2 separate regions of the Bos taurus genome follow, and region 1 is linked to region 2. A link is a contact called in public Hi-C data. All regions are on one chromosome and are shown on one strand. The core of a region is the stretch at or near the end of the contact, and the rest is flanking DNA. Distances in the headings are between cores, read along the strand shown. Region 1 has its middle 55 kb from the start of CAV1. Region 2 has its middle 65 kb from the start of CAPZA2.

The links. Hi-C and Micro-C count contacts between places; a contact is called where the count stands out from the background.
Region 1: a Hi-C map of skeletal muscle shows a contact between it and region 2, with 5 times the contacts expected there. The contact joins two enhancer-like sites. A contact is called at or near these places in 2 of 11 Hi-C or Micro-C datasets (liver and skeletal muscle).

Annotation. Positions count from the first base shown.
Region 1 is chr4:51,844,181-51,849,486 of ARS-UCD2.0, forward strand. No RefSeq gene overlaps it. Among named protein-coding and RNA genes, the nearest start is that of CAV1, 55 kb to the right of the region's middle. Within about 2 kb of position 3,936, at least 12 of the 102 cell types and tissues checked have an H3K27ac peak or open chromatin away from gene starts, as enhancers often do. A contact at or near this core is called in skeletal muscle, where this site is marked.
Region 2 is chr4:51,609,357-51,614,116 of ARS-UCD2.0, forward strand. No RefSeq gene overlaps it. Among named protein-coding and RNA genes, the nearest start is that of CAPZA2, 65 kb to the left of the region's middle. Within about 2 kb of position 3,180, at least 2 of the 102 cell types and tissues checked have an H3K27ac peak or open chromatin away from gene starts, as enhancers often do. A contact at or near this core is called in skeletal muscle, where this site is marked.

The DNA of each region.
Region 1 (5,306 bases), core at 2,686-5,185, 240 kb after region 2:
GGTGGTGAGGGTCCAAGGAAGGTCAAGAAGGAATCTTTCCTGGCCAAATGATTAGGAAGGTACTAGGTGAGGCAAACTGTATGGAGCCAAAGAGGGTGTGCCCTGATGTAGAAGAGTAGTAGAAAATCAGGGATGGTGAGAAAAGATGTATCAGGTGTAAGTCTTCACACATGATGTTTGCTTGACTTCTAATGCTCTTCTCCCCTCTACTTTTCACTGGATGTTATCTTGTCAGTCTTCATGTCTCAGCCTTACAGTCAGTATTTCTTCAGTAAATGAATGAATGGATGAGCATGCAGAAAAAATTAACATTCCAGTCCCAAGAGTTTGAAAATACAGCAGAGGGAGCAACTACAGCCTTGGTAACAGTAACAGGGCGGAGCTGTTCCATGGGAAGGGTAGCAAGCTCTTGTCACCCTGAGAAAAGCCACAGAGATTCTTAAGGAGATGTGGAGGTCAGGTTGAGAGCTTAAGAAGAGATCAAAGGAATTCCATGTGTCGGTTTTTATCCAAAAAAATTGAAAGCAGGGTTTCGAAGAGATATTTTTACACTCATGTTCATAGTAGCATTTTTCACAATGGACAAAAGATGGAAGTGATCCAAATGTCCATTGACACATGAATGGATAAACAACATCTGGTATGTGCCATAGAATATTATTCAGCCTTAAAAAGGAAGTAAATTCTGACACATACCATAACATGGATGAAACTTGAGGACATTATACTAAGTGAAATAAGCCAGTCACAAAAAGACAAATACTGTTTGATTCCATTGAAATGAAGTATCTAGAGTAGTCAAGCTCATAGAAACAGAAAGTAAAACGGGTGATTGTGAGGGGCTGGGGAAGGGGGAAATGAGGAATTGTTGCTTAATGGGTACCTAATTCCAGTTTTTAGGGTGACAGAAAGATTGGAAGCAGGGCAATGTGAATATGCTTAATGTTATTGAACTGTACACTTAAAACTGGTGAAGAAAGTAATTTTTATGTGTATTTTATCATAATTTTAAAAGTGTTAAAAAGAAAAAAAAGAGGATGGTGCAGGGTAGATTGCTTCACCCAGCATCTGCATCTTTGTTTTGCTTGGGGCTGAGATAGTTCAGCCTTGTTGAAATAATTGAGATTTAAGCATTTATAGCACAATACTCATGCCACCTATGCTCTAGTTGGGCCTTGACCTTATGACATTGCCTTCTTGAATTTCAGTTTTTTAACTAGGTTCTTGCTTTCCTTAAAAAGCATAGGCCTAATGTCTCTAGGGCTGGGGTTTGCTTTATTCTTTCCATCCCTTCTCTTCTTAAACCTAATTTTTGTCCAGAAGTGGAGCCTGACCTTGAGATCCTGACTTCCTGCCAATTGACTTCCTTAAAAATAACTCTTGCCTGCATTGATTTCCCAGATGCTCCAGCTAGTGTGACCAACCACCCAGGGTAGCCCAGACTGTCTCTGTCTTAGCAGTGCAACCCCCATATCCTGGGAAACTCCTTGGTTCTGAGCAATCCTGCATGTAACTATCTTCAGTCTGTTGGTGTGTTCTTTGGCATTGGGCCTTCCAGTGCCGTCTAATAGCCCTTAGTGGAGGCAAGTGTGAGCCTGGCCAGAGTGCCAACTGCACAACCTAGAGTGAGAGGCAGTGCAAGAGCCATGCCTAAAGCGACTTGATACAGAAGAACACAAAAGATGAGGAAAAGCTTAAGTGTTTGAAAGGTGCGTGCTTGTGCTAAGTCGCTTCAGCCGTGTCTGACTCTTTGAGATCCCATGGACTGTAGCCCTCCAGGCTCCTCTGTCCATGGGAATTCTCCAAGCAAGACTGCTGGAGTGGGTTTCCATGCCCTCCTCCAGGAAATCTTCCCAACCCAGGGATCGAACCATAAACTCTTATGTCTCTTCTGTATTGGCAGGTGGGTTCTTTATCACTAGTGCCATTTGGAAAGTACAAATGGAAAGTTCAAAACTGAGAACTCAAGAAGAAGATAATTGGTGCTAAGAGATAATGTTTAAGAACTGTGTTGAGATTTTGGTATTAATTAACTCATTGAATCCTTATAGCCTTATAATATATATACGGTATAGGTCCTGATCTCTTTCATAATTCCTATTTTATAAAAATTATTCTGACTAAAAAAGAAAAAGGCCCTCCTCTTTTCTCATTCAACTCCATGCTTTTTGCCTTATGAGAAGAGACAGAACCAAAACCTAGATTTTGAGATTTTATTTGGGATGGTAAGAGTTTACCCCTTCCTTGGGGAAAATGTATTAGTCATACTTGCTTAAATGAATTATTTATAAGCCTGCATTTTGTTATCAGGTAGGTAATTATTTTTGTTATTTTGCTAAAGAACCTCAATCAGGTACTATGAAATTAGAAATGACCAGACTTGGGTGGACCACTCAACCATTCATTAATATTTTTTTTAATACAAGAACTAATTAAGTCTCCCATGTGCTGCATGCCACAAATATTCCTTGCACAGCTCTGGTGTCAGTCCTTCCTGGAAACCAAATCTTATATTATGGCCCTGGAACTTGGTCTAAGCCAGGTCTTACAAAGGCCCAACCTCATAGAAGTTAGTTGGCTTAAAGTCCAATTCCTGCTGATGGATGCAGGAGTTGCCAGAGATTTCATTCTCTTTTCAGGTTCAGACTTAAAAGAATATATAGTTATTTCAGATTTCCAGTAACTTTCTGTTTCCTACAAAGTTAGAGTTTGAGTGATAATATTGTGGTGCTGATAGAAAAACAAGGATAGATTCACTTTCTCTCGCTTGGCTTTCTTGACCAGGACACAGTTTTTGAAACAACTAACTGGGGTGGGGATGGGGGAACATACCCGGCCATAGGACCGAGGGTGAAGCCCTAGGTAGTATTTGTGAGTCTGGCCTCATCAATGGTGGCTCTGAGCATTAAGTCAGAGATTAGTAAACTATGAAAGTGAAAGTGAAGTCACTCAGTTGTGTCCGACTCTTTGCAACCCCATGGACTGTAGACTATCAGGCTCCTATGTCCATGGGATTTTCCAGGCAAGAATGCTGGAGTGGATTGCCATTTCCTTCTGCAGGGGATCTTCCCAACCCAGGCATTGAACCCGGGTCTCCCTCATTGCAGGCAGACGCTTTACCGTCTAAGCCACCAGGGAAGCCATAACAGACTATGGCCACAGGCTAAATTCAGCCTGCTGCCTACTTTTTCCCAATAAAATAGTGTGTTATTGGAACACAGCCAGTGTGTGGAATGGCAAAGTTAACTAGTTGTGACAAAGACCGTATGTCCTGCAAAGCCTAAAAATAATTACTATCTGGTCCAGAAAAAGTTTGCCAACCTCTGCAGTAAGTTGCATAGATTTAGAAGAGATTTGATTGAAAAATATTCAGTTTGTCTCTAACCTTTTTGGGGGGTCAAGATGAAACCAAACAGGCCACCACTTGGCTTGAATGTGGCACCTCTCACATTTGGAATCAGCCTCTCAAAGACTATTGGCAGTGAGACACGGTGCTAGTCTGTGGTTGGTGCTAACAGTTTTTTTGTTTTGCAAACACTCATTATAAAAATAGTCTTATGTTTTTCAGACATCATTGGAAATTATAAACTAGTGTTTGGTGCAGTTTGAATTTGTGCTCTTAATGATAAAAGAGCTTGCTAGAGGCCTCTTGGAAAACTTCTAGGACCATCATGTTTTTGTTTTTTTTTTTTTAATTCAGCCTACAGGGAATGCTCAACTGTTTTTTTAATTATTATTTTTTTGAATTTTCTTGTCCCCTTGGGTCTTATTGTTCTCATATATTTTTTAGAACTAGTGAGTCAGAGCCTTGTTACAATGAGAAAAATGATTGGTCTCTGGCCTTTGCTAGCGTGAGAGATGGTGTTGAGGTGCAAAGATGTCACTGGATAAACTAAATATAGGCTAAGCAAGGCACTCCCAGCTTAGCTGTTTCTCTGCAAACGGAGGCCTGCTACATGTCATGAGCCTCCTCCCCCATTCTTTGCCCTGTGCTTTTTACACTGCTCTGAGCAGTCTTTCTTCTCAGGGTAGGGCTGAAGCAACGTTCCTAAATTCTCTGAGGACACACAAAACTGCGGGAACTTCATGAACTCTTTTCTGGAGGAAACAAGCTGGTCCTGGTGACCAGACCCAGAGTCCAGAGCCTCAGGAACCCTGTTAGAACATGTTTCCTTCCCAATTCTTAAACTAACTTGCTTGTACATCTTGGTGGCAGCACTTAGCTGCTAAGTGTGATGACACTATAGGGTAGAACTTTCAATTTTCTTCTTTGTATAAGTGAATCAGACTATGTAGTTTAGAGATTAAACAATGAGAATATGCATTTCTAATGACATGAAGATACTAATGGGATAAAGTCACGTGGGAGAGGGATTGGTGCTATATTTAGACCAAAAAGGGATTTTCCAGATGATTTAAAACTATTTGAGGCTGGTAGGCTTAAAGTCTTCTCATTAGTCTAAGACAGAAGGTAGAATCCTGATTTCCTGACCCTTATTGTAAATTGATTCCCCACATCTCACAGCACAGAACCTAGACCCCATCCTGGAGGTGGGGAGATGCCCTAGCAGGCGAGAACATGAATCCTTGCTTTGCTTCTGACTCACTGCATGGCCATGGAAAATTCTTGTCACAAAACATGCAAAAATGAAAGATTTTCCCTTGAGAAACATGTCCAAGACAGTGTCTCCTAGCCATCTTTTCACCCTGTATGTCTAAAACTACCTCCTTGGGCAGTGAAGAATCCTGGAACAACTGTGAGGGAGAGGGGAGCAGGCAGCCAACAGCTGGAGTGACCAATCTTGCTGCGAGCCTAGCCTCTGTCATGGGTGGCTGTGTTGTTTAATCTAAGTGCAGCTGCTGTAACAGATAAACCCTGAAATTTTGGTAACTCAGATTTTACTCATGTAAGAGCCCACTAGTGCTGGAGAGTGGAATGGGGTAGGGGATGGTGCTTTCCTCTGCACAGTCTTTGGAGGACCCAGGCTAAGAGATACTCTTGTTTCAACATGTGGTTTTCATAGATGCCCTTAGTCTACAGACATCCAGCTAAAAAATGGAGGAACATGTGAGAGTTTTTATAGCTCAGACCAGGAAATAGAGCACATAATTTCTTCCCACATTTCAGTGCCAGATCTGAGTCACATGGCCACTGCAAGAAAGGTTGGGAAATTTGGTCTTGCTGTGGGTTCAGGAGGAAAGGTAAGAGAGTCTCCTGCACAAACTAGTCCAGACTCACATACACCACTTGATGGAGAGGAGTCTCTGATGCTCTATCAGATTCGATAGAATTAACCCTGCAGCTG
Region 2 (4,760 bases), core at 1,930-4,429:
CATGTTTTGCTTTCTTACAGAAGCCTTTCCTGATCACTCTGTCCAAACAGTCATTTAACCTTAATCGTTATTATCCTATTTGTTTCTTTTGTAGTATTTGTAACAATTTGAAATTAACTTTTATATAGCTAGCTCTTCTGTGTATCTATCAGCTACACACCCATCCATCATTTGTTTATCTGTATCTATCATTTTTCTGCAGATGACACCACCCTTACGGCAGAAAGTGAAGAGGAGCTAAAGAGCCTCTTGATGAAAGTGAAAGAGGAGAGTGAAAAAGTTGGCTTAAAGCTCAACATTCAGAAAACTAAGATCATGGCATCTGGTCCCATCACTTCATGGGAAGTAGATGGGTAAACAGTGGAAGCAGTGTCAGACTTTATATTTTGGGGCTCCAAAATCACTGCAGATGGTGATTGCAGCCATGAAATTAAAAGACGCTTACTCCTTGGAAGGACAGTTATGCCCAACATAGATAGCATATTCAAAAGCAGAGACATTACTTTGCCAATAAAGGTTCGTCTAGTCAAGGCTATGGCTTTTCTAGTGGTCATGTATGGATGTGAGAGTTGGACTGTGAAGAAAGCTAAGCGCCGAAGAATTGATGTTTTTGAACTGTGGTGTTGAAGAAGACTCTTGAGAGTCCCTTGGAGTGCAAGGAGATCCAACCAGTCCATTCTAAAGGACATCAGTCCTGGGTGTTCATTGGAAGGACTGATGCTAAAGCATCCAGTACTTTGGCCACCTCATGCAAAGAGTTGACTCATTGGAAAAGACTCTGATGCTGGGAGGGATTGGGGGCAGGAGGAGAAGGGGACAACAGAGGATGAGATGGCTGGATGGCATCACTGACTCGATGGACATGAGTTTGGGAACTCTGGGAGTTGGTGATGGACAGGGAGGCCTGGCGTGCTGTGATTCATGGGGTTGCAAAGAGTCAGACATGACTGAGCAACTGAACTGAACTGATCATCTTTCTCTCTACTTTGGGATTAATGCCCTGTGGGGGCAACAGTCCTGTCTAGTATATTTGTTGCTGTATTTTCCCTTCTTATAACAGTGTGTGTTATGTAGAAGGCTCTTAGTAACATTTTAACATGGAATAAATGGACAATCATATTTATTTATAGGCAAATAGTGAGTAGATGGCAGAGATGGGACAAAAACCTGACCCTTTCTTGCTTTAAACACTTATTCATTCATTATAAGATCTCCCTAAGTAGGACTTAAAGAGTTCTTCTCTGAGCAAGACAATTTTATTAAAGCAAGGACTATTTTAACTAAATATACCGAAGAAATGCAGTAATAGTTTGGTTGACTTGTGTTCCCTCTAAATGAGTCTACCTAAATTCCACTGGTGCTTTAATCACACATATTTTATTTGAATTATTTAAATAATTGCCTCATCTCTCACTTTTTTTGGCTATCATTTATTATTCTTTCTATGTATGAAGAACCATTTCCTTTTAAAAATAATGTTGTCCATACCCTTGTGAACTGGTTAATTTTCTTTCCAACATTTTCTTTTGGGCTGTGTAGATATGACCAAACAGTCACCACAATAATGCTGTTGTTTCAAAGGGTAAAGACTTTTTTCTTATAAAAAATTGAATGTGAAAAAAAAATCCACCTCATATAGTGTGAGAATGCCTGTTTTTCTTGGTCATATTTCATTTCCTTAGCAAGACTATTTTCTTCTGCTTTCCATTGTCAGCAGACAAAAAAGATACAATTAAATCAAGGAAACCTGGCAGAGCCGATTTTGGAAAATAAAGTGAATTCAGTTTCTGACTTGAACAAAGAGTAATTTATTATGTTGGAAAAATACTGCTGTGATGAGATTCAAACTCACTGTGTCTGTTAGCTCAGGACACCACTTTAGATCTGCATTTGTATTATCTTTGAGAAGGGGCAGTGATTTCACCCCTAAACTTTAAACACTGAATAGGACGCGGAGTTGTTTAAGGGTCAGCAAGCAATTAGCACCCAGAACTTCTGTCTGGAGGCTGGGGCCAGATTTGCAGACTTTTCCAGTCTTGAGCACTTTGATTCTAAGTATAGATGTCTGCAAACAACCCCAGACATTCCGTTGGAGCAAATGAAGAACTAGAGTAGGTTAGAGAGAATTTTACGAATCAGATGAATTCCAAGATATATTTAAAATTAAAAATATATTTTGATGTGTCTAACAACCATAATAATACCTTATAAAACATATTAAGTCATTTAATATTTATATAAAAACATTATTTAATATTTACAACCAGCATTGTGAGGTATAATTATTCTCATTCTTTATAGACAGGAAAAGTACAACTTGAAAAATTAAGCGACATTGAGAGTCACACAGGTAGTAAAGTCAGCCAGGACTAGGTTAGGACCCTGTTCTGGTATTACTAAAAAGATGAAGAAAACCAGTGTCAGTTTTCATGAATTTTTCCTTCACATATTTCTGCTGCTGCTGCTGCTAAGTCGCTTCAGTCGTGTCTGACTCTGTGCGACCCCATAGACGGCAGCCCACCAGGCCCCGCCGTCCCTGGGATTCTCCAGGCAAGAACACTGGAGTGGGTTGCCATTTCCTTCTCCAATGCATGAAAGTGAAAAGTGAAAGTGAAGTCGCTCAGTCGTGTCCAACTCTTAGCGACTCCATGGACTGCAGCCCACCATGCTTCTCCATCCATGGGATTTTCCAGGCAAGAGTACTGGAGTGGGTTGCCATTGCCTTCTCCGCACATATTTCTAGATTGTGCTAAACTTTTTACCTGTTTGGTAGTAATTTTATCCTAGCATTTTCCACATAGAATGTTTTTGTGGGACAGGTAGGTAATTAACAGTTAATTATAGTAAAAATCAAGGTCCCCAGAAATATTACTGCCACTTATTATTGAGAGTTTTATATGCATCATTTCATTTAATCCTCACACAGTCTTATAAGAAAGCCACTATTCATATTTTCATTTTACAAATGTGTAAAATGAGGCTTAGGAGAGTTAAACAACTAGTCCAAAATCTCACCACTGTTAAGTGGTAGAAATGATTAAAACCTAGAGTATCTGATTCCAAAGTGTGTCCATCCAAGCTTTATACCATAGTACTTCTATGCAGAATAAGATGGGGGAGGCTGTGCCTGCCAGGTCACTGGACCCTGAATTATGACTGGATTAAGTCAGTAATATGATGTCAGCTGATTCAGGTTTCCACATGTGGCTCCTTATGTAATGGACAAAATTAGGTTTGGTAAGCTTATGCCAAAAGGACAGTTGCAGTGAAGTAAAGTAACTTGCTACAGTAAACAACCCATCTCTGTGGTGTATGTTTACCACACGTAAACAGAGGTCGAGTCAGTTAAAAGTTGTGCCCTGAAATTCTGAAATAATCCCCCGCAGAATGCTTCTTATCAGGAATGGGTGGTTTGGTTTTTTTTTTAGTTTTGGGGGATATTTGTTTTTATTACCTAAGTTTAAAACTCTTTTAATTTCCAAGCAATTTAGTTTGGAATACTGGGAGAACTAGAATTTTAGAAAAATACAGTATTTTGTTGATCTTTTTAGTGCATTGATTCTGCTTTGTTAAATGGAAATAAGTAAATTTGTTCTTTAGATTTTTTTTATTATGAGAAAATCATTTAAATCTCTTCTCTATTTAAATAAAAATTGAGAAAACATTTAAAGAATATCAGTTTGAAGGGACACCAAATTAGAAGCCAGCTACGGAGTAGGGGGAAGGTGTCCCCAAGAGCACAGTGTAGGCCCTCTTTGCATCAGAAAGAGGATACAGTTAGTAGAACTTCAGTCACAGAGGTTGAGAGACAGCCACCTTGACTGAGGAGATTATGCTGAGTAGTAGTTTGGTCAATAAGTGTTAGTTGCTCAGTCATCAGTCGTGTCTGACTCTTTGCGACCCCATAGACTGTAGCCCACCAGGCTCCTCTGTCCATGGGGATCCTCCAGGCAAGAAAACTGGAGTGGGTTGCTGTGTCCTCCTTCAGGGGATCTTCCTGACCCAAGACTGAACCCGGGTCTCCTACATTGCAGGCAGATTCTTCACTATCTGAGTCAGCAGGCAAGCCCCAATAAGATGGGGACTTCTGAATGATGTTCTGAAGTGTTTGGCTTAGTTGAGAACTAATGCAGGGTGGAAATTTCTGGAAGAATATACAAGAAAGTGTTAATATTGATTACTCTTAGGGAGTGAGAATGGAGAATTGGGAAGGTGGTCAGAGGATATTTCCTGTACTGTGTATTTTTTAGTCTAAGTAAAATATTTTTCCACGAGAATATATTTTGTAATTAAAAACAAAACAAAACAACAAAAAATATTAATGCAGAGACCATCTAGGAATGGGCAGAGGTTTTCAAGCAGGAAGATGACCAAGTCAGATATATAATTTTGGCAGATGGTTTTAGACTAGTGGCTCAGACAGTAAAGCATCTGCCTACAATGTGAGAGACCTGGGTTCGATCCCTGGGTTGGGAAGATCCCCTGGAGAAGGAAATGGCAATCCACTCCAGTACTCTTGCTTGGAAAATCCCATGGATGGAGGAGCCTGGTAGGCTACAGTCCACAGGGTTGCAAAGAGTCAGACACGACTGAGAGACTTCACTTTCTTTCACTTTCATACGAGCCAATATAGAGACAGCAGAATCAGGAGGTCAGTTGTTAGAACAATCTTGGAATCAGATATTCAGTAATAACTCCTAAGCCAACTATACTTTGGAAGCAATATTCTAAAGCCCACATGGAGCATCCATTTTCTTCAC